Linked DNA regions of Mus musculus: all the other regions are linked to region 4. Evidence: chromatin contacts called from public HiChIP or PLAC-seq and promoter capture Hi-C data. All regions are on one chromosome and are shown on one strand. The core of a region is the stretch at or near the end of the contact, and the rest is flanking DNA. Distances in the headings are between cores, read along the strand shown. Region 1 holds the start of Slc17a4 (solute carrier family 17 (sodium phosphate), member 4). Region 2 holds the start of Ripor2 (RHO family interacting cell polarization regulator 2). Region 3 overlaps Gm33516 (a long non-coding RNA gene). Region 4 holds the start of Carmil1 (capping protein regulator and myosin 1 linker 1). Region 5 overlaps Ripor2 (RHO family interacting cell polarization regulator 2). Region 6 holds the start of Gmnn (geminin). Region 7 overlaps Slc17a4 (solute carrier family 17 (sodium phosphate), member 4).

Region 1 (3,665 bases), core at 487-2,986, 370 kb before region 4:
TCCAGCCTGGAATTGGGAGAAGCTGTGTTTTTAGATGAAGTTTGGCTTTTTGTGCTCTCCATCGTATTAGGCCTATTATCCAGGAAACTGGGATTATGAAGTCTGAAAATGGCCATCTTACTACTACTACCTGACCATGAACACAGAAGCGGAGAGGCCGAGCAGATGTAAAGGGAAGTACCGTGGCCAGAGCTTCTGGTAAAGCAAAGCCATTCTTCTCTCGAGGGAATATGAAACATGTTCATATTAAAGATATGTAGAATGGGTCGGGTTTGTGCTTCCCTGTCTGTGCAAATGTTACCTAACACCCAGGCGTGTCGCTACTATAGCTGCAAGTGGACAGATACCGACAAGATTCCAGCTTACACCATCTGCAATTCAGAATAAAATTGACAAACAACTTAAATCCAAACCAACACTGGCAGAATGAAATGGGTCAAGCCTGAGATTGTGCTTGGAAACCTAAAACCATCTGCTGACTCTTGTTCACACCTTAGGGAGACTGGTTGGACAGAAGAGTCTCTCACTCATGGAACTGAAGACAGGATTCAGGCCAGCTTTTTCCTTTCTAGCTTTCCAGACCCTTGCAGTGACGCAATGCCTCAGAGTTCACCAGCCTCTGGCTCATTCACTGACCCAGTAAACATATGTGCAATAAATGGAAGGCTTGCTTCCGTGGCTTTCTCCAGCATGACTGGAGGTTTGCTCGCATGAGTGGCTCTGCGTCTACTTAAACAGAAGACCTTAATCTCTGGAGTTTGTCAGTTAGAGGAAGAGGGTTGGACAAGGCTGCTGAAGGGCAAAAGACATGACCACAGACAGCATGCAGGACACATGCTCCAGTGAGTCACAGAGTACAATATGATAAGAAAGAAAAACAAGAATGGCCTAGTTAGGAAGGAAGCAGAAGAGTACAGATGATAACAACTAAGGGGCTGACAGTGAGAACATACGATCTGCCTATTCTAACCACCCAGTCTGTTGGTATACCGTGGCTGTCTCTGAGCTGAGAGGGAAGTCCTCTCCCAGGAACATGACAGCAAAAGAAAAGAGCACTCTGGACCACTGCATAAAGCCATAGGGGGTTTTATTTGCTTCAGTCCCCCATTCTCCCATGAAAATTCTGTTTACTCTGGTTTTTTTGTTAATTTGACCTTTGAAGCCTATTAAAAATATTCTTTAAAACAACAGGGTGTTTTGGTTTGGTTTGGTTTGGTTTTTTTGCCTCAGTCTGTTTGGTTAGTGCTGTTTCTACAAACTAGTGTATCTCACAAAAACAAGTTAAATGCATGAGTGCTTTGTGCAATTTTCCAGCGTCAGTAACCCTAAGAAATGCAAGACCTGACCTTACGATTGGTGTTCCCTTCTAGTTGCTTCAGACAGTATTCTCTCTCCCTTTCTCCCTGTTTCCTACCTTTCCTGTCCCCACCCACCCACCGCTGGCTTTTGTCTCCCTCTTCCATGTCTGTCTTCCTCCCTCCCTCTCCTTCTGGAGTTCCTATAGACCTCGTTTGTTTTAGGAAAAAGCAGCCTCCTGTCTCACTTTTCACAACCATCTCCCAAAAGAAACCCAGTCCTGCACACCACCTATAATCTCAACAGGAAAAGGTCCGTTCCCACACCGTCAGAACCAGAGCAAGAACTGGAAAGCAAACCTGAGGAAGGCGGAGAGCCGGCTCTTGGCTGGGATCCTATCGGTTTCTCAGCTTTCTGCAGCTGTCTAACCCAGAGGAGTGAATTATTACTCAGGGCCTTTAGCTTTTATCTTACCAAATGGAGGCTTTTATTGGCTCAACCATTTAATTTTTAACTTTGTTTTATTATTTAATTGATGACCTGACCATGTTCACTCTATCTTCCTCATACTTGAAGTTCATGTGAAGTCACATACATCTTCCCAGATTCTCTGTGGGTCCTGCTACTACTCTTGCTTGCCTCATTTTTAACTTTTACATTATATGTGATTATTTATGTGTTAGAGTGTGTGTGGGTAAGTTTTCACTTATTGAGGTCAAAGGACAGCTTTCAAGACTGGGTTTTTCCCTTCCACCATGTTGATCTCAAGGTCACAATTCAAGCTATTGAGCACAATGACACTTATCTTTCCCTGCCAAGCTATCAGGTCAACCCTCTGAGCAGCTCATTAATGGCATCTTCATCATCTATGATCTCAGGAGTACAATAATCTTCATAGATAGGGTTACATCTTGTCTCTTAAGTGGCTGTTTTCCACCATATCCATGTTTAATAGAACTAATTTTACACAGAGAGCAGCTATAGGCCTACTGACCTTATAGAAGCCAGACACTTAGAGCTTAACATATTCTCAGGCCAGAGGCTTACTGCTCTAGGATTAATCTAGTGGTCTCAGCACTTGGTCCTCAGCTTCCAGCAGTGGTGCACACAACAGAGCCAGCGACATCCGGGGCTGCAGCTCTCGTACAAGCATCCAATCTTGGGACCTACGATGATAGATGTTGCGCTGTTTAGGATTCTGAGCTGTTGACAGACTCTTTTGCAGCTAATGGACCCGTGGTATCTGAGACCCTTTTGGTAGGTCTCTGGAACTCTTCCAATGACCTCATTTTCCTGTCTTCAGCTCTTCCTGGCTTTCGTGATCTCTGCCCTACCATCGCTGCTACCTTTGCTGCCTCCGCTGTGACCAGTGCTGCTGATTGATCCACGGTTGCAACTGTCACCCTTAAATCCTCTGTCCCCTCACCCTTCCTTCCTGTTACCAACTCATCCTGCTCTAAAATGATAAAGATCAAGCACAGGTGAGAATAGATCACCTGAGAGTTCTATCTTAGGCCTCAGGCTCATGCTGCTACATCAGGATGTTGTCTCTCACCAGAGTGACAAAGTGAACCAAACAACCTGTTAATGTAGCCAGAACAAGGTACAGCAAGGAGTCTGCCCTGTCCTCCAAACATTGCTTCTTCCAAATGAACCACACTTGCATCCTCCAGAGGGGCCTCTGCAAATGGAGCATTGTAGGCGCCAACCATAGATCTCTTTGTGGTCAGCAGTCTCTGGCTAGTGGGAGGCTTCTGACACAGTCTGGGAAATGTCAGGGCTATGTCTGAGCAGCTGGCAGCTGTGGCTGATATATTACCTTCTCAAGTGTTTTGTGGGGAATTCAAAATAGCAGAGCTGGCATGAAGGGAGGGTTGCTGGCTGTGGAGTAGACAGTGCTTCTACCAAGGCAACCAGAAGAATCTAAAAATTATTCATTAGGAAATCAAGTGGGCCTCAATACCTTAGCTTATTTAAAAGAAAAATGAACACTCTAAGAAGTGCTTATAATAAAAACATACTGTTAACATTAACAGGAATTTAACTATGATATAACAAGGCTTGACTCCTGCCTTGGTAACCCAGGAAGGGGTGGGTCCTTCAAATCAGTCTCACAAGAAGACAAAGAGCAACAGTATTATGCTAGGGAGAGGATGGAGTGAGGATGGATTGAGAAGCAGCCAGGATTGTGGGGAATAATCCCAGCACCCAGGATTCAGAAGCAGGAAGATGATGGGTTAGAAGCCATCCTGGGCTATATAATGAGTTCAAATCCATCCTAGACTACATAGTGAGAAACTAAATCAAACAAGAGCCGGAGTGTAGCTTAGGAGTAGAACATTTGCTTAGCATACGCAAAGCCCTGGGCT
Region 2 (3,733 bases), core at 289-2,788, 360 kb after region 4:
CTCCCCACAAGCCATGTCTCTTTTTTGCATGAGCATCTAAAGTCGATGAGGCTGGGTCATCTTGGACAAGTTAGGCTAACTCTCTGTAACCTTAGTTTGCCTGCCTATAAAGTGGGAATCAAAATACTGAAAGGTTACAGCCAGGTGTAAACAGTCTAATGTCAGGGGATAAGAAGATCGCCATAAACTTACGTTTAGTTCTGTACGGATTGATGCATTAGGGACTTGCTTGTTGAGCAGAACACCCATGAGGAAACACACAGAGAGCTTGCTTGCCCTCTGTGTGCTAAGCTGTCACATGTGTAGTCGTAGTCGACGCTTTCCTCCTAGGAAGGAATGTCCACATGGGAAGGTGGCTTCCTGATGGGGAGTGTGTTGAGTTGAGAGAAGGGCATTGGAGAATGCAGCTGGCAAGGGTAGCCTGTCTGAGCTCCTCTCAAGCCATGGCCTCGTGGTCCAGGTGAGAGGCCTGTACAGTGCTCCTCCTTGGGTGATCCCTGAAGTCTGGCTGTATCCTTAGGTGGGGTGTGATTCAGCTGCTTGCGTTTTCCAGGTCTAAGGATGTCCAGGTTTCCTGATGCTGCCATAGACTCCTCTCCTAGCCTTTGTTGGTCAAGGTTTATACTTCTTGATTCTAATGTCCTCATAAAGTGACTAGGTCTCAGCTTGGAATGTGATGGATGAATTTGTGGGACACTTTGATTTTACATATTGTAAATACACAATTGTATGAGTAAGACAGTTTCCCTGAGGAGGAAACTGAGGCCTGGAAGACTGCCAACCTAAGGATGGACGCAGAGTCCACTCTTGGGCTCCAGGTCCTTAGAATACCCAACCTCATACTCTTCACTCACACACATATAATAGCCTAGTTACCAATGCTGACCTGGGATTTACTATATATAACCCAGGCTGGCATCGAACTTACAGCAGCCTTCCTGCCTTAGCCTCTTGAATGCCACCACACTCAGCTTCTAAAGGTCCTTTTTCTATGGAATGTTTCTGTCTGTCAGACCCACCTACATTTTATAGCCTTATGTATAATTCAAATTCACACCAAAAGAGAGGTTTCAAAGTCAAACAAAAGTCTTGCTTCTCCCTATCATAGTGAAACCTCTGTCGAAACAAGCCCTGGGTACTTGTACCCAGAGGCCCTCTCCAACCGGGCTTTTCAACATAACTCCTGCCTTGAGCCTTGAACTTCACTCTTCACCACTGCACACAACCCTCCCCCATCTCATCATTTGCAATGCACGGCCCTTTTTGAGATCCCCAAAGGCTGGCTGCACAGGCACTCTTGTCTCAGCTGAGATCTCCTCTAATGCTCCGTGTCCGGCTGGTCTCAACTCCCCTGCGGCGGAGTCCTTCTAAGCTGCGCCACAAGCTAGTGTCCCAGAGCCTGACGTGCAGGCAGACGATCAGCTGGAGGCAAGCACCCAAGCGCACCCTGAAGGAGTCGGGCTGAAGGGACCATCAAGCAGCTGTCTCCACCCGCCCTCCTCCCTCGCCCCCCCCCCACCGGTGACGCGCCAGCCCCCGCGTGCGCGCCTCCCCACCGCCCTCTCCGCTACCGCGCTCGCTCCGCTCTCTGCCACCCGCGCGTCCTCTGGCCCCGCAACTTCACCCGGCGCGGCGGCAGCTGGTGCGACGCCCGAGCGCTGGGGCCACGACTGTTACCCTCGGACCTTTCCCTGTTGGCTGGGAGGAACGAGCACCGGTGTCCGCGGAGCCGGAGGTGCACGGCAGCGAGGGGCGGTGCGTGGGTGCCGAGGTGGTACATGCCACCCGGTACTAAGCGTCTCCGGGCACTAGGAGCGTTCTCGGCAGGTAGGTGCACGCGCCTCTTAAACACATTCTCTGCGGCTGATTTTGGTTTCCACCGGCATGAGGTGGGTGTATGGAGGAGTGTCCTGGGCTTGAATGAGCCTGGCATATTAAGAAGAACCCTTGGGTGTCCGGGCTTCCTAGGTCCTGGCGAATCCGGGGAGCCTGATGTGGGCTGGGACGAGAAGGGAAGTTATTAAGGAAGAGGGGCCGTGCACTTAGCGCAGGCCGACCCAAAGGATGTCCCGCACTGTGGAAGGACCGATTGAGAAGGCTAGAGAAGCCTGTGGCACTACCTAAGGTAGGGGCTTGTCAGGGACAGGGGATCCCGCGGGTGGGATCGTGGATGAACCCTGGCTTCCGAAAGACTTCCGGGCACCCAGCAGCGATGGGTGATCCAGCTCAGAGGGAGGATCGCAATTTCCAAGGGCTTCATGTGCCTCCAGACTGAGCAATTGAGCTTGGCTGGGACCCAGCTGTTCCAAATTGGCCACGTGAAACCGGTGAGAATGGGGAAGAGGGCAAGCCAAAAGAAATGTGTTGTTTTTGATGCCAACCTGTGTTTGGAAAGACTGGGGTACGGGGTCACACTTGGGGAACACTCTAACCCTAGCAGGTGTCTGTGATATTGAACGTGCGCGGGGGGTGGGGGGGGGGTTCTGTAGTTCTCCCTCAGGCTATTTATTACCTCATAGCTCCCTCCCACAGTTTCCTGGATAGGGATGCAGACCCCTCGCTGTAGAAGAGGGCGGGCGTTGGAATTCGCTAAGCAGAGCCATTCAGGTGCGAGAATGACAGGACTGTGGACAGTCACAGCTCCTGAGTGAGAAAACAAGACGAAATCCTAGAGAAGCTAGCAATGTTTTTTGGGGAGTGGGGGTGGGGCAGAGTGGGATCCACAGCCCATAGGCTCTGGTCTGGGGGACACCTATATGTTGCATGAGTGACTGTGAAGAAATGTCAACACTTCAGCTGGGGGAACAATGTGATTGTCTTTAAAGCACACACACACACACACACACACACACAAGCTGCCTTTCCTCTCAGCTCCCCTTGCAAATATGAGCACCCGCCCATTGTTTCCTGACACAGTCATTTCTTCCTTCTTCTGTTTCGTTGTTTTTGATGTTAGTTGGTTGGATGGTTTTGTTTTGTTTTGGGAGAGTTTTCTGGGTCAGGTTTGCCTCGCTCCTCCTTCCCACCCTCACCCAGTATTCCTACTAGCCTACTTCTCTTAGAGCAGGCTCTGAGAGTCCCATTCATAAGGTTTAGCTCCACTAGAGCCTTCTATCTGCTGTTACAGCAAGAGAGGTCAGGGCACAACTCCTGCAAAGAACCAGCACCCTCAATCCAATCTCCAGCAGTTACCTGTAAAGTAGGCACCCTCGCTTTGCGGCAATAAATCTTAGGGCAGGGAGGGGGGTGTCTACTCAGTCCAACCTCCAACAACATCAGAGCTCCTGCTGACGTCCCAAGAGTGGAGATCCAGCCACAAGGTGGCCTTTGCCCTAGAAGTTAATGCGTTTGCCTGTCTAAAAGCTGACTGCACCCAACCATCTGAAAAAGAACATTGGAGAATATGTTTAGTCAAAACATAGCACATGTGTTGCTTTTCCAAAAGCCCCCTGATGGGTGTTGTTGCTCTCTTCCTCTGACACTCTGATGTGAGATGTTTTCACTAGGAATATTTTGTCCTCAATATAAATATAGAGACTGCCAAACCCGAGAGAGGGAAGGCTGTTAGCCCGGCCAGAGGCCTTGCCCGGAAGCCTGATTACCAAAACACAGGTTCTCTGACTCCTTTCCTTTTGTTGATTAGCAGAGAAGCAGAGAAGGGACTTGTCTGCTTTCAGGAGTGAATGCCCCAAGGAGGAGGTTTTTATGCCTATTGTTTGGATCTGGGGAACTA
Region 3 (3,580 bases), core at 636-3,135, 330 kb before region 4:
GTGACTCTGGTTTGCGTCATGTTGACAACGGTAACCAGAACATGATGAGTGTTTCCATCCTGAGTGGTTGGGTAAGAGAATTTAGGATTTAGAATTTAGAAAGTCAAAAACAGACAGTCAGAGAAAGCACTTACCGAAACACAGTACAAAGGTATGGCAGGCATGCTCCCGAGAAGATCCCTCAGCAGAAGAGTAGTGTTGAAAGTGGCTGGGTTGTATCGGTGTGCACCTGTGGGGAGCTGGCTGGCTAGGCAGACATCTCACTCTGGCTGAGAAACAATTTTCACAGTACGTTGTGTTTTCATGGGATCCCTTTCTGTGTTTTACACAAAAAGAACCTTTTTCTGAGGCAAACACCATCCACCGTGAGGAACCCTTTTCACCAGGGGAAGGAAGTTCCAGGGCTGGGCAGAGGGCTGCACACATATGCTGTGTGTGTGTGTGTGTGTGTGTGTGTGTGTGTGTGTGTGTGTGTGTGTGTGTGTATGTCTGTGTCCGTCTGTCTGTCTGTCTGTCTCCCTCACCTTCTCCACCCCTCCCCACTTCTTCTCCTCTCTCCCACCCTCCCCTCCTCCGACCTCCACTTTCAAGTTTAGTAACACTGACTAGAAATGGAATACAGAGCAAACTCGGGCAGTTTTTCTGGCAAGAATTCTGGACAGGTGATTTAACTTCATGCCCTACCCGGCCCCTGCCCCTTTGCCCTCTGCCTAAAGTTGCTTTTATGTCACAAAAACCTCAGAGGTCGAGCTGAGTCAAATCCCCTGATTGTTTCCAGAAGGAAGTTACAGAAGGTTATTCATCGCCTCGGGAGAAACCCACCCTCAGCTTCGTGGAGCTAGCACCTCGCTCAATCTCTCGGTTCAAAGCAAGAGGAGGCCACTGAGCATTAAGGTCTTTGAAGAAACTGGCTAGAAATGCAGAAACAGTTGCCTGAGAGGCAGGGCTGCGGTGGGCACCATCTTGGGGAGGAGGATTGCGCGCCAGCTTCTCTCACAGGCCTGACACCATTCCTGTCCTGTTCCCATGGAAGGTTTGTACCACCGGTGTTTACAGGTGCTCAGCGGGATCCTAAAAGTCCCCACACATCCCGTAAAGAAAGCAATGTCCTCTGTGTAGATATCTACTCATGTCTTCACACGCCCCAACTCTCGAGTCCTCAGAGAAGTATAAATTAAGGAAAATATTCCACACTCCATTAGCATAAGCGCATCTGGGAAATCGAGTGCAGGTGTCTCTTATCTAATTGTAACAAGTAGACCAGACCTGTAGGTGAGCCTCCCTCTGCCCTGAGGCTACCCGGTATATGAATTACCCAAAGCTTTGTATTAGGTGTGATCAGGCTGTGTGCCTAGAAAGAATGAGAGAAAAAAAACTCAAGTCAAGAAAAAAAATTAAAAGCAGGTACTCAGAAATGAGTCAAGGGACAAGCAAAAGTATGCAATCAATCAACCAATCAATCAATAAATGCCGGGCAGTGGTGGTGCATGCCTTTAATCCCAGCACTTGGGAGGCAGAGGCAGGTGGATTTCTGAGTTCGAGGCCAGCCTGGTCTACAAATTGAGTTCCAGGACAGCCAGGGCTACACAGAGAAACCCTGTCTTGAAAAATCAAAAAAAAAAAAAAAAAAAAAAAAAAGTATGCAAATTGGGTTCAGTTGCCCTCTGGGATCACCAAGCACGAGTGAGTGTGGCTCTCTTGACTCCTTTAAGAGCTCTGAAGGCCGACATTCGGAAGCCCTCCCAACGCTTATGGAGCAGAGACAAAAACATGAATCAGCTGGCTACAAAATGTGGTTCATTATTTGCTGCAGTCTCAAGGGTTTTTATGTGAAGACTCTACATCTGTTAAAGGTCACCCGCAGCCCTCCAGCATGTGAAATAGGCCTGCCAGCCCCCCTGACGACAGCGTGCATAATCTAATTGCAGGCTGCCCTCTTTGACGACTGAGCAAATGCTGCCTTTTCCATCTCTGGAGTAATTTGGAGCTACACAAATGCTGTGATCCTGATGTAGCAGCTGAGAATGGCTCTCAGATGATCACTCTGCAAAGCAACATCATTACAGTACTAACATTTGCTCGAGGATTACTATAATTGTGCATGAAGTGAACAGTGCTGACTCAGAGTGACACAGATTTGTAAACGACACTGCATATACAAAGCAAGGATTATACACAACCGACTCCCCCACTGCCCTGCGTTCAATATTCTATCATTCAATTGTTCTACCGTCTGTACTCTACAAAACTGAAAAAAGTGGGAGTTATATTTTGATAGGTGATGAGAATGATATGAAGAAGAAGAAGATGATGATGATGAAGATACCGTTACTGCTGTGGATGATAATGATGCTAATGCTGACGTTATAGATGCTTGTGACAATGATGCTGTTGATGCTACTGGTGATGATAGTGATGCTAATAATGATGGTGATGGTAGTACTGGTGGTGGTGGTGGTATGGAGATGCTAATGATATTGGAATTACTGATGATGATGATGATACTGACGATTACAATGATGATACTAATGATGATGGTAGTGTTGGTGATGCTGCTGCTGCTAATGCCACTGCTGTTGATGGTGATGATGCTAATGCTGATGGTGGTGGTGATGAGGATGTTTGAGTCTTCTGGCTCTTTGCTCTTTCTCTGTCATACTTGGAACACAATGACTCTTCATGAGAATAGGGAACATCCAAGATGCCTCTCTAAAACTGTGCTGTTTCTGTAGTTTTCTTTTACAAAGCTAGCTGCAATTCCAGTCCTATGGGGTCCAAGGAGCTTACTCTGCTATTCTAAGCCATGCCTGTACCTTTTGTTCTACTTGCAAGGAAGGAGCTCAGCCTGCCCTCCTGCTTCTCCAAGGTCCACTGATTTCTCCTCTCCTAAATCTCTTCTTCCTTCTGTATCTTCTCGGCAGACTAAATTCTGAAACTCTTAAAACAGAAAATTCTGGAAGACTTATGTAGACCAAGGCAATGGGACAACGAAGTTTACCAAATTAGTCACTTGATGACTAACAAGCAAGTTGAGGGAGCTGAAGACATGGCTCAGCGGTCAGAGCACAGATTGCTCTACCAAAGGAGCTGTTTTTAGCAGGCACATCAGGTGCGTCATGACAGCCTTAACACCTTCAACATCCAGGGAATCTGATGCCCTCTTCTGACAGCTGTGGGCACTGCATTCATGTGCACAGACTCTCTCTCTCTCTCTCTCTCTCTCTCTCTCTCTCTCTCTCTCTCTCCCCTTTCTGTTTCTCTATCTCTGTGTCTCTGTGTGTGTGTCTTTCTATCTCTCTGTCTCTCACTATCTGTTTTCCTGCCTCTCTCTGTCTCTCTGTGTCCCTCTATCTCTGTCTCTCTGTCTCTATCTCTCTCTGTCTCTCTCTCTTTTATGTCTTTCTATATATCTCTTTCTGTGTGTCTCTCTGTGTCTCTCTATCTCTCTTTCTCTGTCTCTTTCTCTGTTTTATGCCTCTCTATATATCTCTTTCTGTGTGGCTCTCACTCTGCCTCTCCATCTCTCTCACACACACACATATAAACACAAAAACAATAATAATAAATACAAATCTTTTTT
Region 4 (3,663 bases), core at 79-2,578:
CTTCCCGCCAAGTTTTACCTGCAGAGTGAGCAGCTTTGCGGGGGCACACCATGCCCTCTCAAGTATCAATGCTGGGTGGACAGCAGAGGGGCAAATTCCAGACTATGGTGAATCGGTGAGAACGTTCCCTCCTTGTCAGCGCCCAGGGAATCCAGGGAACATCAAGTGTGTGCCCAGTATTCCTCAGGGAATACCAGTCACTGGAGCTCAAAGTACGTCCATAAAGTCATATTCACCTTAGTGCAAGTCAACGCACTCCACACGAGCATAAGCGCTGGTTTCCAGCGCTCCTAGCCCATTTGTCTTCTGCCATTTAACCTTTCCAGATAAAGCTAAGCTCCAGGACTTAAATTCCAAGCAATGCTCTCTCTGCCCTCTGCTCCAAAAGAAGACACCCCCTCCCCCAATAAGGGCCTCAAGCAAACCAGTCACCTGGCACAGGGTAACACACGTGTTCCCAAAGAGACTGAAGGTGGTCGGCAGGTTAATCATTATTAAAATGAGGCGTTTATCATTAACCCTCCATTTCCTGGACTGAGAAGGCATCGGCCGGGTAACCCTCTAGCTTCCAACTCAATCCTCAAAGCCACGCCTTGTCAGGCTGGGTCCTGACGCTGGACGGGCGCCTCCATCCCTGAGGCCGTCAGTAAGAGGGGCAGCCCCAAACGGGAATTTCCTGGAGGGTGCCTGACATGAGCCCGAGGGAACCTACAGTCGCCAGGCATCCTCCTTGCTAGGCTTTACCAGACTTTCCAGAGTTTGGGACCAGGGAGTTGGCCACTGGAAGGGACGCCCCTCCAGCTCCATCTTCCGCCAACCTGACTCACCTGGTGGGGCTGAGCAGGGAGATCTGCGTGGAGTCCCCCAGGGCTCCAGATTCCTCTCCACTCCTTCTTCTCTCTCTGCACCCAGTTCCTGCGGCCATCGGGCCAGCAAACTTCTAGCCTCTCCCCCCACCCCGCCCCCTCCCCCGGCGACCCTGCCCCACGCCACTTGCGCAGGAGAGCGCGGAGACTGCGAGAGGACGGAGATGGGAAGGGAGGCGGAAAGGAGGTGTGCGCAGAGAAAGATGGCCAGTCGGCCCCCGCGCCAAGCTTACCCATTAACTCCCGGGGGACATCGGAGCTCTCGTCGGTCATGGTTGCCCCACTGGGCGCGGGGAGATCCCGGGTCCCACTCTCTGACTCTCGGCCCCGCGCCCTTCTTCAGACCCTTTAATGTTTCCGCGAGGAAGCCGCAGCTTGCAAGGAAAGAGTGGGCCGGCCGGAGCAGCGGGGCGTTGATCCAAGGTTGCCGCGCGCCCGCAGTACCAAAAAAAAAAAAAAAAAAAAAAAAAAAAAATCCTAAGAGTTGAAAATCCGAGCTGGCTCTGCGGCCGTCGCTACATGCCTCCCTCTCGGCTCGCTGCTTCAGGGGCCGAACGCAAGGCGGCTGCAACACCGGCTTCTTCCCGGGCGGGCGCCGCGCAGCCCGGCCTCTGCGCCGCACCTTGGGCGTAGGTGAAGCGGAAGGCGAGGGTTGGGCCGCCTGGCTGGTCTCGGCCTCCTGCGGGCTGGGCTGGGCAGGGGCGGGCCGGCTCTGCTCTCCTCCTTCCCCTTCTCCCGCTCCTCCTCCTCTCCTTCACCCTCTCCTGCTCCTCCTCCTGGTCCCCCTGCGTCTCCTCCCCGCCTCGCGAGAGCGGCCTCCGCACGGGTCCCCGGCCGGCCTCCGGGCCTGGGCGCACGGTGCCCGGCGCGGGGCACAGCCCGGGGACCGACGCGGTGCTTGGCTGCGGTGGCTGCTGCCTTGACTGCTGCGGCGGCGCCGGGCTCGGCGCCCCTCCTCGCAGCCTCGCTTCGGTGCAGCAGACGCTTGCGTCTGGAGAGGGATAGACCGTGCAGTTGAGAGAGCCCGAGAGCCATCTGCTGGCTGCCAGCGTGGAGGGCCCGGGCTGCGCGAGGGTTTATCCCCCAAATCCAGGCAGGCCAATGGACCCTGAGGCTCAGAGCTGCAGAGCCCCCAGCGCGGAAGCTAGTGCTTTCTGAGATCCTTTCGTGCACTTCTGGATCTCGGGCCCCGCTGAGCCTTGTGTCTTCGCACCCTCATTGTTAATTCCCCATCTATGTTGATTAAGAGCTACATGCAATCAATAGACAACCGTAAGATGGCAAGACAGGGGCCCCTTTGGAAAATGCCTTTTAATGGCGACCCAGTCTCCTTAAGCTTGGGGCAAATCGGAGGACCAGACATGGTTGCCAAAAGCTGGAATATTCCTGCTGCTAAATCTGATTCAATTTTACCCAACCCATCCAACCTTCCCAGAGGAAAGATCTCAGGTTCTGGAGTACTTATGTGCACTTCCATCACCCAAAGAGAATGTCCCTGACTGACCAATCAGGTTCCTGCTTTAAAGGGTTGAAAAGAGGGAGAGGGGAAAAGAGGGGGAAACACTGGCCTCTGGCAGCTTAGGTTCTGTTATTGTAGTTGTATTGGTTGGTGGATGGGTGGGTGGGTTAGTTTTTGAGACAGGGTCTCAATATGTAACCCAGGTTGGCCTGGAACTTGCTAACTAGACCAAGCTTGTCATGTCTACAAAGCAAAGATCTGTCTCCCTCTGCCTTTCAGAGTGCCGGTGTCACAGGGAAACATCTGACTGTTAAGTCTACTATTGGTGGTTTGATTTTTTTTTTCCTTTTTTTTTTTTTTTTTTTTTTAAGTGTCTCACTGGTAGGCTAGGCCACAGTTCTCCTGCCTCGGCCTCCAGGTGCCAGGATCCTGGCATGTGCTATTAGGCTGAGTTGGTAGTCTGGTTTTGAAGACTGCTATGGACCTTGCTTTTCTAAGAACAATGTTTAGTTTCCTCTAGAGTACTGCTGGTTGAGCTCTTTCCTTGGGAAGACTGTAAACAGACACCCTCCTTGCAGGGCTCCAACCACAGAGTTCCGTTTCATCAAAGTCCATCTTGGAGAACCAATGTGGTTACTGGACTTACACAGAACACGGGTGAGGGGTTACTTACTGGAGTGTGGGTGACCCTAAAGCAGTCATGTACCCTTACATGGATGAAGATTTCCTCACAGCTCTACAAATGGAGCCCCACTTTTAACTGGGAGTCCACATTTTATATACACAGCCACAGGCAGTTAGGGCCAAATCACATACCACTGGCTCCGAGTGTAGAAGAGAGCAGCTGGAATCTCACGTAAGGTACTATTGGCTCCCCCATCCCTTCCTTCAACAGTCAAGAGATTTCTTACAAGTATTCTAATGAAAACGGTGCTTGTAGTGCTGGAACCATACCTTCTACAGCAGATAATCTGATGATGGCTTCCCCTTCCCACCTGGTTCACCCCACTCCATCCCTGAATCAGACAGCGAGACTCCATTCTTTTAAATGTACTATTACTGTATGTGCACATAATGGGCCAGTTGGGGGTTTGTGGGGGTCACAGGACAACTTGTGGATTCAGTTTGATCCCTCTGTGGGTTCATCCCAGAGATCAAACTCGGCTTTCTGACAACGGCCTTTACCAGTTGAGCCTTCTCCCAGTCCCCCAGACTCTACTCTCTCCAAGACTCTCTTCAGGTATCTGCTTCTTACTGTTTACAAACCTATCATTTGTGTACCTTCTTCATAAAATTTCTTCAGGGCTTTTCAGATCTCTGAGATTCCTAAGACTGAAA
Region 5 (3,491 bases), core at 266-2,765, 410 kb after region 4:
TAGTGAAATCTGATGCTCTCTTCTGGCGCTGTCTGAAGACAGCTACAGTGTACTTATATATAATAATAAATAAATCTTTGGGCCGAAGCAAGTAGAATTGATTGGCCAGAGTGAGCAGAGGTCCTAAGAATTCAATTCCCAACAACTACATGAAGGCTCACAACCATCTGTTCAGCAACTATGTACTCAAATACATAGAAATAAATAAATAAATAAATCTTTAAAAAAGAAAAAGAGACAGAGAGAGAAGGAAAGAAAGGCAAGAAGGAGAGAAGGAAGGAAAGAAGAGGAAGGAAGGAAGAGGAACAGAGGGACAGACAGAAAGAAGAAAAGAAAAAATAAAAAATGTTAAGTGAAGGTTCCCACTGAGGAAAGGATGGGGGGGGGGGGTGCAGAGAGCGTCCTGAATAACCTCTGGCTAGAACAACTAAACTGAAAGTCCCTCCTGAAGGCGGGGATGCTGCCCAAAGCTGTCGGGGGGGGGGGGGGGTGCTGTGATCTCTGTGCTCTGTAAAAGTGCTGTGGGGAGCTGTTGAGGCCAGATTCCAAAAACCTGTAAGGACCCAGCTGGATTCAGGACCCCAAATCAGAAAAGAAGCTAAGAACTGCGTGTCTTACAGAAAACTGCTTTTCTTCCCAACGATGACCTCATTCAAATGAGTTCCAGGAGGACACATGTCCAGAGGTCAGTGCTAGCTGGTCACCATGGCCTTTAGGATGAACTGGGAAACCTGCCCAGGAAGCAGGAAGGCCAGTACTAAGACACAGTCCGAGGTACACTCTTAGGAAGGTCATGGCAAAACTGGGAAACAATGGAGTACTTCTATGACCAGAACCGTGTCTGAGCAAAGGCAGCCAGTGGCACGGGGAGCCAGGTGAGCAGCTGTGTGGCTGTAGGTAGCTGGGAGGCTCTATAGCTGTGTAGCTGTAGATAGCTATGAGGTTGTATCTGCAACCTTTCTCCACTGTGATAAATTCTCTGAAAGAAACAACTTAAGAGGAAAACGATCCGTGGCGGCTTAAGATTTGGAGGAGTTTAGTCCACTATGGGAAGGGGAGCTATGGTAGTCGGAGAGGCCGGCAGCTGAGGCAGGGGTTAGAGTGGATCAGGAAGCCAGACACAGGCTGGAAGCAAAGCAGAGTTATAAACCTCAAGAACACACTCTCCAGTGTCTGATTCCTCCAGCTAGGCCCTAACTCTTAAAGACTCCATAACCTCCCACAACAGAGCTACCCAGCTGGTGGCCAAATGTTCAACCATGAGCGGGGGCATCATTTATCCACAGTCACACTGGGGGCAGCACCCTGTCCTCCATTCAGGCTGTGGAAGAGCTGTTGGATCATTAACACAGGAGCAAGGTAAAAGATCAAAAGAGACCCACCTGAGGGAACCCAGGGATGATTTCTGAGTGGCCATCATGAAAACCTAGCTGATACAACAGTTACCACCAAGCAGCTGAGAAAACACTGGGCTTTTCGCAGCTGTAGAAATGCCAGCAGGGCCTTGGGCCAGAATTTGCAGAACCTAGCCAGGCCCCAAAGTCCACGATAGCTGGTGCTCCAGCAGAAGTGCTCCCCCCGCCTGGGGAGCTTCGGCTGGAACTGGCTCCTCCTACCTGCTGCCATTCTGCTGTTATCACTGTCACCAGAGGCTGGAGATGCCTTATAAGGAATGTCAATAAGGTGTGTTCATTCCATGGACAGTGAGACCCAAAACTCATCACGACCCCAGCCCTCCTCCTCCCGTGATAAGAAATTTCTGGTGATTTTGAGAAGGGAGATCGTCAAAGAGTCCCCCCACCCTTCTCAACGTATCCATCATGGTACATAGTCAGCTTCCCTGAAGCGGGGTCCCTATTGTCACCTCAACATGTAACCAGCTAGTGGATTAACCAGGAGCTGATAATTTGTAGGTATTCAAAGGGTAAATAGGGTTTTCTTAGAATTAGCACATTGGGCTTCAGATTCATAAAAGCCAGCCAGCAGTGCTTTCTTTCCGATGTGTTTTTGTGGAGGTGGGGGAAAAAAGCCTAAATGCTCCAGAATTATTCATGAAAATCGCTTCCTCCAATCCTGCTTTTATTACAGTGGGTCCTCCTAAGTGGCTCATTAGCTTCTAATTGTTAGCGAGAGCTGCTCCTAAATGCATGGGCTCGCCAACTAAAAGGCATGCCAAGTTGGTGAGCTGCTGCCATCTAGTGTCGAAAGATGGTAAGAGGTGAGCCCATTTTGAAGCTTCCCTGGATTCGTCTTATTCATCACCATGCCCATGGGTCAATGGGAAGCAGATTTGTCCATTTGAGATAAATTGAGCCATTCACTGAAGGTAAAACACACAGTGTGACATCATCCTTGTTATGTCTACGTGAGTAAAATCTTGTTTGCTAGAAACACAACCCAGGGCAGGGAAGACAGCATAAAGCGAGCAAAAGGATATGGGTTTGGATCTGCAGAGCCCACATAAAAAGCTGGGCATCGGGTCATGTGATTATAATCCCAACTTGGCCTCTGATGGAAAAGGGACTTGAGATGGGTAGTAGGTCCCTGTGCTTTCTGGCCAGCCAATCTAACCAAACAGCAACCTCCAGGTTCAGTAAGAGATCCCATCTCAAAAAGGAAAAAAAAAAAAAAAAAAAAAAAAAAAGGGTCTATGAAGCATCCGCAAACATAGGCATACATATGCCTGTGTATACATGCACAAGCACGTACAAGCACAGGAGAAACTTGCCCCAGGACTCAAAGGTTAGAAATAGAAAACGTCTGTGCTGATTTTTTCACTGCAATTATGTCATAGTTTTTTTTTTTTAGTGAGAAATTCTAAAATGTAAATTAATATTTTCACCCTCACACAGTGGGCTTTTGGTAAATATCAATAGGAAGGTGGAAAGGGTAATGGAAGCTGGGACTCTGGAGCTGTCCCAGGGCGGCGGCCGTGTATTCTGACAAGGTGTTGCTGCTGAAGCGGTAGGCTCAAGTTGACCTGCAGATGACACAGGGGAAGAAAAGGCACCTTGTGCTAACTGGATCTGTCAATCAACGCAGGCTAGAGTCACCTGAGAGGAGGGCGCCTCATTTGAGAAAATGCCTCCATAAGATCCAGCCATAGAACATTTTCTTAATTTGTGATGATGGGGAAGGGCCCAGCCCATCGTGGGTGGTGCCATCCCTGGACTGGGAGTCCTGGGTGCTATAAGAGAGCAGGCTGAGAAAGCCAATAAGCAGAAACCCTCCATAGCCTCCATGACCTTCGTATCAGCTCCTGACTCTAGGTTCCTGCCCTGTTTGGGCTCCTGTCCTGACTTCCGTTCACTGATGAATCGTGACAGTGACGCTTCAGCTAAATAATCGCTTTCCTCCCCAAGTTGCTTTGGTCATGGTGTTTCATCGCAGCATTAATCATCCTAAGACACACTTCTTCTTTTGAAGGAACAGGCTATTGGCAGTTTGTTGATTGGATTTAGTTTGTTTTCTTTTCTTTATTTATATTTATT
Region 6 (3,818 bases), core at 181-2,680, 480 kb after region 4:
GCCTAGGCTACGCAGCCAAGAGCCTGTCTCAAAAACAAAAACAAAACCCAAGATCTTTTGGCTCCAACCAAGATGTCGAGCTCAGTGAGTACTGTGCATAACAAGCATGCACAAAGGCTCAGCTCAGTTCCTGGTACTGCATAACCAGACACAAGTCCATAATACCAGCAGCTGGGCAGAGAACCAGAATTCAAGGTTATAGTCAGCTACGTAGCAAACACAAGACCAAGCTGAATTTAAAAGGAGGCTAGGGGGAACGGTAAACTGTACCCCCCACCTCTTACTTACATGTAATTAAAAATTTACATTGTGCCCTGGCACTCACCCATGTATGCAAATATAAACAACTTATAGCCCAGCCAGAGTGGTGTTCTGTTATTTCCTATTCTATTTCAAGTTAATAAAACCCGATCGCCAAAAACAAAACAAAACAAAACAAAACAAAAATTGGGCAGCGGTGGCACACGCCTTTAATCCTAGCACTTGGGAGGCAGAGGCAGGCGGATTCATGAGTTCAAGGCCAGCCTGGTTTACAGAGTGAGTTCCAGGCCAGGGCTACACAGAGAAACCCTCTGTCTCGGAAAAACAAACAAACAAACAAACAAACAAACAAAAAACCCGATCGGAAACCTATTCGCAGGGGCTTTGATGTATTTCTCTTTTCTTTTTAAATGGCTAAGTGGGCAAAGCTGACCTTGAACTCCTGTACCTCCTGCCTCAACCTCCTGGGTGCAGGAGACTGAGCACTGACACCAGGCCCAGACTTGGATAACGAAGGCAGTGGGCCAAGATCCCGCTATCATTAGTGAGTCGTGAGCACAGAGACAGTGTCGGAGAACCTACTATCACCTACAGCGGCACCACTGGGAGAGCAGACGCAGGACTCAATGCCCTTGTCCCAGGAGTAGCGTTTGCTGCAGTTGGTGAGCAGGCGGGAGGGATCTACACCCAGTTCAACCCCTAGCCGTGCAATCAGCCCGGACTCCGAGGCAGCAAACTTCCCCGGGCGCGCCGGCCCCGCCCAACGCGGCGCGCGCCAGCCAATAGGAAGAGCGAACACCAGAGCGCGCCAAAACCGACCTCACCAATGGCGCAGCCCCTCGTCTCAGCTCGCCCAGCTTTGCCTTGCAGTCGGGCCGAGACTCGGGTCCCTTTCAAGTCCCCAGACTCGGGTCCCTTCAAATCGTCGCCTCCCAGGCCGGCTCCCCGTGGCTGAGAAGCAGGCCGGGCATTCGGGCCAGCCCGGCGATCCCGCGGCCGGAGTTGCACTCGCCCCGCCCTCGGTCTCCCGCGCCCTCGGACTCACAGACAGCAATGCTCAGTTCCCGGCGAGCGTGAGAGCCGCACAAGGCCCTGGCACCACACCGGATTCAACGACGCCAGAACGACCCGAACCTGCAGACTAACCCGCCGACCCGGTAGCTGACGCGCCGAAAGGCGGAGCCTCGGCATTCAGCCAATCGCCTCTCGCCGCCGCCCACCGCGCCCGTGGCTTCCGTGCGCCTGCGCACCCAGCCAAGGTGCGTGCAGTCTCTGGAAGAGGTCACCGAGGTTCCTCTTGCCTTAGGAGTGTGTGCCCTCTGACCTTGCCGTCTGACCCTCCGCTTCCGGCTCCAAGTGTCTGCCGGCGAGGACAAAAGAGACTCTCACTAGCGGCAAACACGAGAATATACATATATTTTTTCCAAGGTATTTTGTGTGTTTAGTTTTTAATATACATACATGCAAGCATGCATACCTAGATGCGCACACACTAAAGGAAGCAAATAAACAGACGAAACGTGATGACTCAAAAGTCACACTGTGACAGTCACTAGAAATAGCAAGGGCCCGCTTCAAGCTAACAAAAAAAGTTGAAGCTGAGGAATTTTAACTCTATACTTAAGACAGATGACTTTTACTGTATTTGAACTAGACCTCAATTAACTGGCAAGATGGCTCCTTGGTTGAGAGCATTTGTTCTTGCACGGGACAAACCTGGGTTTGGTTCCAAGCACCCACATGGTGGCTTACAACCATCCATAGCCCTTGTTCCAGGAGATCTGATGCCCTTCATGGACACCAAGATGAATATGCATCACACAGGCAACTTTGAAAAACCTAAACTATACCTCAGTAAATCTAAACAAAGGAGGGAGGGCTGCAATACAGGAAACCTCTATAAAGGACTTCCTGGCTGGCTATATAAATATAAGTTTAAAGCCAGCCAGGTTACATAGACAGAATGCAGTAGGGTTGCTAACACCAGAACCTGCTTTATCAGTCAATAACAATTTAGAAGGAAACAGAACTAGGGCCAAGGGAACCGCGATGGCCTAGAGGCTGAGAAAAGTCAATGTATTTGTCACCTTACTTGTTGCTGTAACAAATACCTGACCAGTGCAACTTAAGGAAGGGTTTGTCGGGGCTCACAATTTAAGCGTACAGTCCTCAGAGTCGGGAAGGTATGGCAGTGGGGGGAAGGGGGGCAGCAGGTCCCATACATGCAGGCCAAGCATTTGTACACATACAAAATGTTGCATGTTAGCCAGCACTAAATCCTGCTCAATGGGAAAATATTCTATCCATTTCCACAGAGAACCTGTATTCTATGGTCCAGCCAGTTACCACACTATCACCTCTCAGCCTCAAGTCCCCTGGCAAGTTCCAGAGGAACTGCATATGTGTTCTGCCCTCAGAATACTGGCGACTTCTCCTTTGCTCTCTCATGCTCTCTAGTGAGACCTGGACTTCAGGTCTGGATGAGGAAGAAAGTTCTTGGTGGGAAAGTTAAGATTCTTCCTACTCAAATTTTTGTGGATTATTTTGTTTGCTTGCTTGCTTCTCAAACAGGGTTTCTCTGTGTAGCCTGGACTGTCCAAGAACTCACTCTGTAGAACAGGCTGGCCTCGAACTCATAGAGATCTGCTTGCTTCTGCATCCCGAGTGCTGGGATTATAGGTGTGCACCAACACCACACTGAGGCTGTTACTCAAAGTTTTAAAAGAATTTTCTTTTCCTAAGAAATGCAATTTGAAGCTGGGTATGATAGCTCACACCTGTAATCCAAACACTAGGGAAGTTGAGGCAGGAGGATCTTGAGTTTGAAGTCATCCTGAGCTATGTAGGGAGACCCTATTCCAAAATGAGGGAACGGGGGGAGGGGAGGGGGAGAGAGGGAGAGGCTAAGGAAATGGCTAAGCAGATAGAGTGCTTACTGCAGAGACTTACCATGTGAATTCCATCCCCAGGACCCGATGGTAAGAGAGCACTGGCTCTTAAAAGTTGTCCTCTGACCTACACACACACACACACACACACAGAGAGAGAGAGAGAGAGAGAGAGAGAGAGAGAGAGAGAGGTGAATGTAAAGAATAGAAAAAGAAAAGTGACATAAGGAACAGCGGCTACCCTTTCCACCTAAAGATGAGATGCAGATCTTGGAGAAACTGCATACCCTATGGGACTCTACCTATGAAACTTTCTGTAAGTATATACTCTCTAGAACTATATATATATTTGTAGTCTCCCCTCCCCCAGCCTGAAACCTGCTTGCTCAGGGGTGGAGCTTCTTGCTCATTCGTTCTGCCACGCCCACTGCTGGAACCTGCGGAGCCACACACGTGCACCTTTCTACTGGACCCGAGATTATTCGGCGGGAATCGGGTCCCCTCCCCCTTCCTTCATAACTAGTGTCGCAACAATAAAATTTGAGCCTTGATCAGAATAACTGTCTTGGCTACATTCCTTTCTCTCGCCACCTAGCCCCTCTTCTCTTCCAGGTTTCCAAAATGCCTTTCCAGGCTAGAACCCAGGTTGTGGTCTGCTGGCCGGACACA
Region 7 (3,513 bases), core at 476-2,975, 380 kb before region 4:
TGAAATCATTGGTTAGAGTTTAAAGTACTGGGAATGCCTCATTTGCATGGAGAGGCATTCCAGGGATCCCAGGTACTTGCTGGGTGGGTTCTTATCCAGGAAAGAAGAGTTTAACTTGTTAGGTCTTCCAAGGACTAAACGACCATCCCCACAGAGAGGGTATGGGGAATTGGGCTCACCAGACAAGGTCAGAGAAAAGGCAGCCCTGCTGGTAAAGAGAGTACTCAATTTTGTGCAGAGCTTAGAGGAGATATCCAGACATGGTAAACTGCAACCTAAATTACCAGGGTTTCTACAAAATTGGTTCCTTTTTCCCTTTACTTTATTAGCTTTACCTGTCAGCTTGACACAGCTTAGAGCTACCTGCAAAGGGAGTCTCAATTAAAGCATTGATCAAAGTAGATTAGCCTATAATGTGTTTTTAGCTGGTGCAAGAGAATCCAGCCCATTGTGGTCAGGACCACCCAGAAGCAGATGGTCCTGGGCTATATAAGAATCTAGTGAAATGTGAGGTTATGTCCTACTACCTCCCCCAACCCATGCAATGGACCACCACTCCTGGGATCGCACTGGAACCCCCCAAGCCAACTTTCTTATGCAGTGTGACCACTGAAAATCAGAACCTGATTATGTCCCTTCCCATTAAAATACCTCCACTGATTTCAATGTAAAGACCAACACTCTTTCTTCACTGGGTCCACAGCGCCACGTGTGTTCTTGACCTCCATACTTCTAGAACCTCTCATAGCCCACTCTGTTCTTATTCACCCGATTTTTCTCTCCTGCACCAAACCTTTCTATATGCTGCAGATTTTCCCAGAGGGTCTTCCTAGAACATCCCTAGCACCAGGCTCCTACATGAAGTGACCTTCAGATTCCAGCTCAATTGATGCTGTGTAATGGCGGCCACCCTTAAATTAGAGCATGACACTTCCTTATTTTAGTAAGATGTGCCCCTCCTTATTACATATTGCACAGCTATCACTACGCACTCCCTTGTGATACTTTTAGTAAAGTCACATATCCCCCTGTGATAATGAACTACTACAAGCTGTTCATGATTATGATGTCTGACCTGTTTCCATACACACTAATGTATCCATTAATATTCATTTAGTGTTTGAGCATTTCTCTTCTCTTTTGTTGTTCCTGTGTCACCTGTGTGGATTCTTAATGAAAAGAGACATTGGAAATGAAGTGAAGCAAGCACGGGTCTCACATACATTTTTAGGAGACATTTTACATCAAATGAGGCCTGGTGAACAATGGCTGCGATTGTAAGCATCAGAGAAACAGGCATAGGGTATCCATGATGCTGCAAAGCAGTACCTGAGGAGATCAGAGACACACAAGGCAATTCTACTCCCTAAGACTAAGACATAAGGGATTTGCACAAATCTACATACAGATGAGGGACCCAGGCTAAAGTGGTCAGAAAGAAGAAAGATGTGAATAGAACAGTGGACTCCAGAGAGTGCCTGGGTGGTTGGTGTTCTTATTGCAGAAGTGGTTTTGATCCAAAGCCAGGATCCACATACAGAAAGCTGTCTGGAATGACTAGATTCTACTACTCCTCTTGTATTAGTTGAAGAAAGTTCATTGCTTTTTGCATGATGGATTAATTTTTTTATTGCTCTTCATCCTGACTATTTTCAGTTAGACATCCTACACGCACCAAGAGCCACAGTAATTCTTTAACCTCCTCACTTGGCTACAGCTGCAGAACTTCCGGCTCACAAACATCCTGTTTTCCAGGCTGTCGGTTCTCTTTGCTGACAGCTTAGAGTTCGTGGTATCATTCTCCTGTGGTTCCAACTCGTCACTGCTGTACTTCGGGGCAAACTCTCCTCCAGTCCCATGGCAACAGGGGAAAGTATAGAGGATTTGTAGAACCTGTGATTTCAGGAGCACACAGTTCTAAATAACCAGTCTTTTCTTTCCTTTGTGAAATCTCCAGGCATGGAAAAAAATACCTTTAGTATCACACAGCCAGGGTCTCTTAAATGATCCTGAAATGAAGCCTCTTCCAGTAGGAGAGCTTTAGCTGTCCAGTGGGCACAAAAGCAAGTCTTTTTTACTCATCACTAACGTTGCTCAGAGATGGGTGAATGTCGGTTCCTTAGCCCAGTCCTGTACCTCTGCCCGGCTGAAGATGAGGTAGAAGAGCAGGCCTACTACATCAATAGCAGCTGCAAGGAAGAAGACATTTCTCCAGCCAAACTCTGAATCCTGGAGACAGGAAGCTACCTGTTAGTAATGGTGGCTTGCTTCTTGCCCCTGGCTCAGAACAGTTGTGGTTCTACACCTTGATGTTCCTTCTTCTATCTCAGCTCAGCCTTCATGGCTCCCATCTTGCTTCTGGGATAGAATGTTGCATGCCCCACACCAGGACCACATACCCCCTCTTCCCTCTGCTAAAGGCACTTCCCATCATTTGAGTCACTTTCTCACTTTTACTCTAGCACTTGTTTAATGTCACCTTTTCAAAGATTCCTCTTTGACCACACACACACACACACACACACACACACACACACAATCAGCCATGTTTCCTACTCTCTCTTTTCAGAATAATATGTCTGTAATTCACTTTAGTTTTCTGTCAATTTCTTTTTTCAATATGGATTTCATGGGGTACGACTGGGAGACTTTTGTATGTTTGTTTGCTAAAACAATTGGTTTAGTACATGCTAATATTTAATAGTTTGTTGAATGAATGAATGTACTGATCAGTCAGTCAAGTGGCAAGAGAAACAAAGCCTCTATGAGAATTACCTTTTAAACAATCCCTAGCAGTGTGCTTTCGGAGACTAGGAAGGAATGGAAGCTTCAAAAGCAAGAGGGAATTTGATTTCATTAAAACAAAAATCTTTTCTTAATCTCCTGCCTTTTCCCTGAGTTACTAACACACAGTCATGGGCAAGTTAAAAATGAGGATTTTTATAAATGTCACAGACATCCATTTCCATCTGAAATTTATATCTGTATAATTCTTAGGCAATGATCAAGTCATTGGGTTTAATTATTTATTTTTTTTTAACCTTCTCTTCTTTCAAGGATTTGTTTGTGAGACAGATTAACAACGTGACCAAACTGGCCTCACAAGTGCGGGGATTATAAACATGCACCGCCTTGCCTCGTATATTGTAACTATGTCAAGGTGTTTGTTCCCGGATGGAAGGCTTCAGACTTAGAAAGCAGCATCCCAGCACCAGGCTCCCGGAGCTTCTGCTCTGGGCAAATGGCTCATGCGTGGCAGAGCGAACACTTGGGAAGGCAGGTGTAAGCTGCAGGGAGCTTTTCACGCTGCTTCCATTCACTAAACCATTTGTACAGCCATTTCCAAAGACTTGTTAGCTTCCTAGATAGAAAAACTACTCCATCCTTGTTTGCCCAGAACATTCAAGATATATTAGCACTGAAAGCCTACCAGAAATCCTGAGACCCCCTCAGTTTGAGGTAAACTATGACGGGTGATCAGATGATACTGAAGGAGAAATGCCATAAATATTA

What was found. Promoter capture Hi-C pulls out the DNA fragments that hold promoters and counts their contacts. HiChIP or PLAC-seq counts read pairs in DNA pulled down with a chosen protein or histone mark.
Region 1: a contact with region 4 is called in an H3K27ac HiChIP or PLAC-seq map of embryonic stem cells, with 5 times the contacts expected there. The contact joins the promoter of Slc17a4 here to the promoter of Carmil1 in region 4. A contact is called at or near these places in 21 of 39 promoter capture datasets (the 3T3-L1 cell line, the C10 cell line, the HPC-7 cell line and 15 more), 2 of 484 Hi-C or Micro-C datasets (bone marrow-derived macrophages and nephron progenitors), 9 of 115 datasets of contacts at active chromatin or transcription factors (embryonic basal ganglia, embryonic hindbrain, embryonic stem cells and 4 more) and 3 of 9 other capture datasets (embryonic stem cells, liver and macrophages).
Region 2: a contact with region 4 is called in an H3K27ac HiChIP or PLAC-seq map of embryonic stem cells, with 3 times the contacts expected there. The contact joins the promoter of Ripor2 here to the promoter of Carmil1 in region 4. A contact is called at or near these places in 1 of 39 promoter capture datasets (pre-B cells) and 2 of 115 datasets of contacts at active chromatin or transcription factors (embryonic stem cells and large pre-B cells).
Region 3: a contact with region 4 is called in an H3K4me3 HiChIP or PLAC-seq map of embryonic forebrain, with 7 times the contacts expected there. The contact joins the enhancer-like site here to the promoter of Carmil1 in region 4. A contact is called at or near these places in 13 of 39 promoter capture datasets (the 3T3-L1 cell line, the C10 cell line, the HPC-7 cell line and 9 more), 4 of 15 datasets of contacts at CTCF or cohesin (CD8 T cells, embryonic stem cells, large pre-B cells and 1 more), 24 of 484 Hi-C or Micro-C datasets (the AML12 cell line, B cells, CD4 T cells and 10 more), 15 of 115 datasets of contacts at active chromatin or transcription factors (the NIH/3T3 cell line, astrocytes, bone marrow-derived macrophages and 7 more) and 3 of 9 other capture datasets (embryonic stem cells, liver and pancreatic islet).
Region 5: a contact with region 4 is called in a promoter capture Hi-C map of liver. The contact joins the enhancer-like site here to the promoter of Carmil1 in region 4. A contact is called at or near these places in 11 of 39 promoter capture datasets (the 3T3-L1 cell line, the C10 cell line, the HPC-7 cell line and 5 more), 2 of 15 datasets of contacts at CTCF or cohesin (the NIH/3T3 cell line and large pre-B cells) and 6 of 115 datasets of contacts at active chromatin or transcription factors (astrocytes, embryonic forebrain, embryonic stem cells and 3 more).
Region 6: a contact with region 4 is called in an H3K4me3 HiChIP or PLAC-seq map of pro-B cells, with 6 times the contacts expected there. The contact joins the promoter of Gmnn here to the promoter of Carmil1 in region 4. A contact is called at or near these places in 5 of 39 promoter capture datasets (the 3T3-L1 cell line, the C10 cell line, cranial neural crest and 2 more) and 4 of 115 datasets of contacts at active chromatin or transcription factors (bone marrow-derived macrophages, cardiomyocytes, large pre-B cells and 1 more).
Region 7: a promoter capture Hi-C map of pre-B cells shows a contact between it and region 4, with 4 times the contacts expected there. The contact joins the enhancer-like site here to the promoter of Carmil1 in region 4. A contact is called at or near these places in 17 of 39 promoter capture datasets (the 3T3-L1 cell line, 3T3-L1-derived adipocytes, the C10 cell line and 12 more), 3 of 484 Hi-C or Micro-C datasets (bone marrow-derived macrophages, nephron progenitors and olfactory sensory neurons), 10 of 115 datasets of contacts at active chromatin or transcription factors (astrocytes, bone marrow-derived macrophages, embryonic basal ganglia and 5 more) and 1 of 9 other capture datasets (embryonic stem cells).

The regions. Positions count from the first base shown.
Region 1 is chr13:23,913,271-23,916,935 of GRCm38.p6, forward strand. It overlaps Slc17a4 (solute carrier family 17 (sodium phosphate), member 4), which reads right to left and starts at 1,737. Exons shown (of 12, transcript NM_177016.3): 1 at 1,656-1,737.
Region 2 is chr13:24,637,110-24,640,842 of GRCm38.p6, forward strand. It overlaps Ripor2 (RHO family interacting cell polarization regulator 2), which reads left to right and starts at 1,539. Exons shown (of 23, transcript NM_029679.2): 1 at 1,539-1,827. The coding sequence starts at 1,779.
Region 3 is chr13:23,947,971-23,951,550 of GRCm38.p6, forward strand. It overlaps Gm33516 (a long non-coding RNA gene), which reads left to right. Exons shown (of 3, transcript XR_382128.3): 3 at 779-1,145. Among named protein-coding and RNA genes, the nearest start is that of H2ac1, 15 kb to the left of the region's middle. Within about 2 kb of position 1,886, at least 20 of the 459 cell types and tissues checked have an H3K27ac peak or open chromatin away from gene starts, as enhancers often do. A contact at or near this core is called in embryonic basal ganglia, embryonic forebrain and pancreatic islet, where this site is marked.
Region 4 is chr13:24,279,462-24,283,124 of GRCm38.p6, forward strand. Carmil1 (capping protein regulator and myosin 1 linker 1) reads right to left here and starts at 1,329. Exons shown (of 38, transcript NM_026825.3): 1 at 1,100-1,329. The coding sequence starts at 1,139.
Region 5 is chr13:24,685,321-24,688,811 of GRCm38.p6, forward strand. All of the region lies in intron 8 of Ripor2 (RHO family interacting cell polarization regulator 2), which reads left to right. Among named protein-coding and RNA genes, the nearest start is that of Ripor2, 48 kb to the left of the region's middle. Within about 2 kb of position 1,516, at least 37 of the 459 cell types and tissues checked have an H3K27ac peak or open chromatin away from gene starts, as enhancers often do. A contact at or near this core is called in forebrain and liver, where this site is marked.
Region 6 is chr13:24,760,507-24,764,324 of GRCm38.p6, forward strand. It overlaps Gmnn (geminin), which reads right to left and starts at 1,431. Exons shown (of 7, transcript NM_020567.2): 1 at 1,307-1,431.
Region 7 is chr13:23,896,681-23,900,193 of GRCm38.p6, forward strand. It overlaps Slc17a4 (solute carrier family 17 (sodium phosphate), member 4), which reads right to left. Exons shown (of 12, transcript NM_177016.3): 12 at 1,209-2,229. The coding sequence ends at 2,095. Among named protein-coding and RNA genes, the nearest start is that of Slc17a4, 17 kb to the right of the region's middle. Within about 2 kb of position 1,726, at least 30 of the 459 cell types and tissues checked have an H3K27ac peak or open chromatin away from gene starts, as enhancers often do. A contact at or near this core is called in the HPC-7 cell line and pre-B cells, where this site is marked.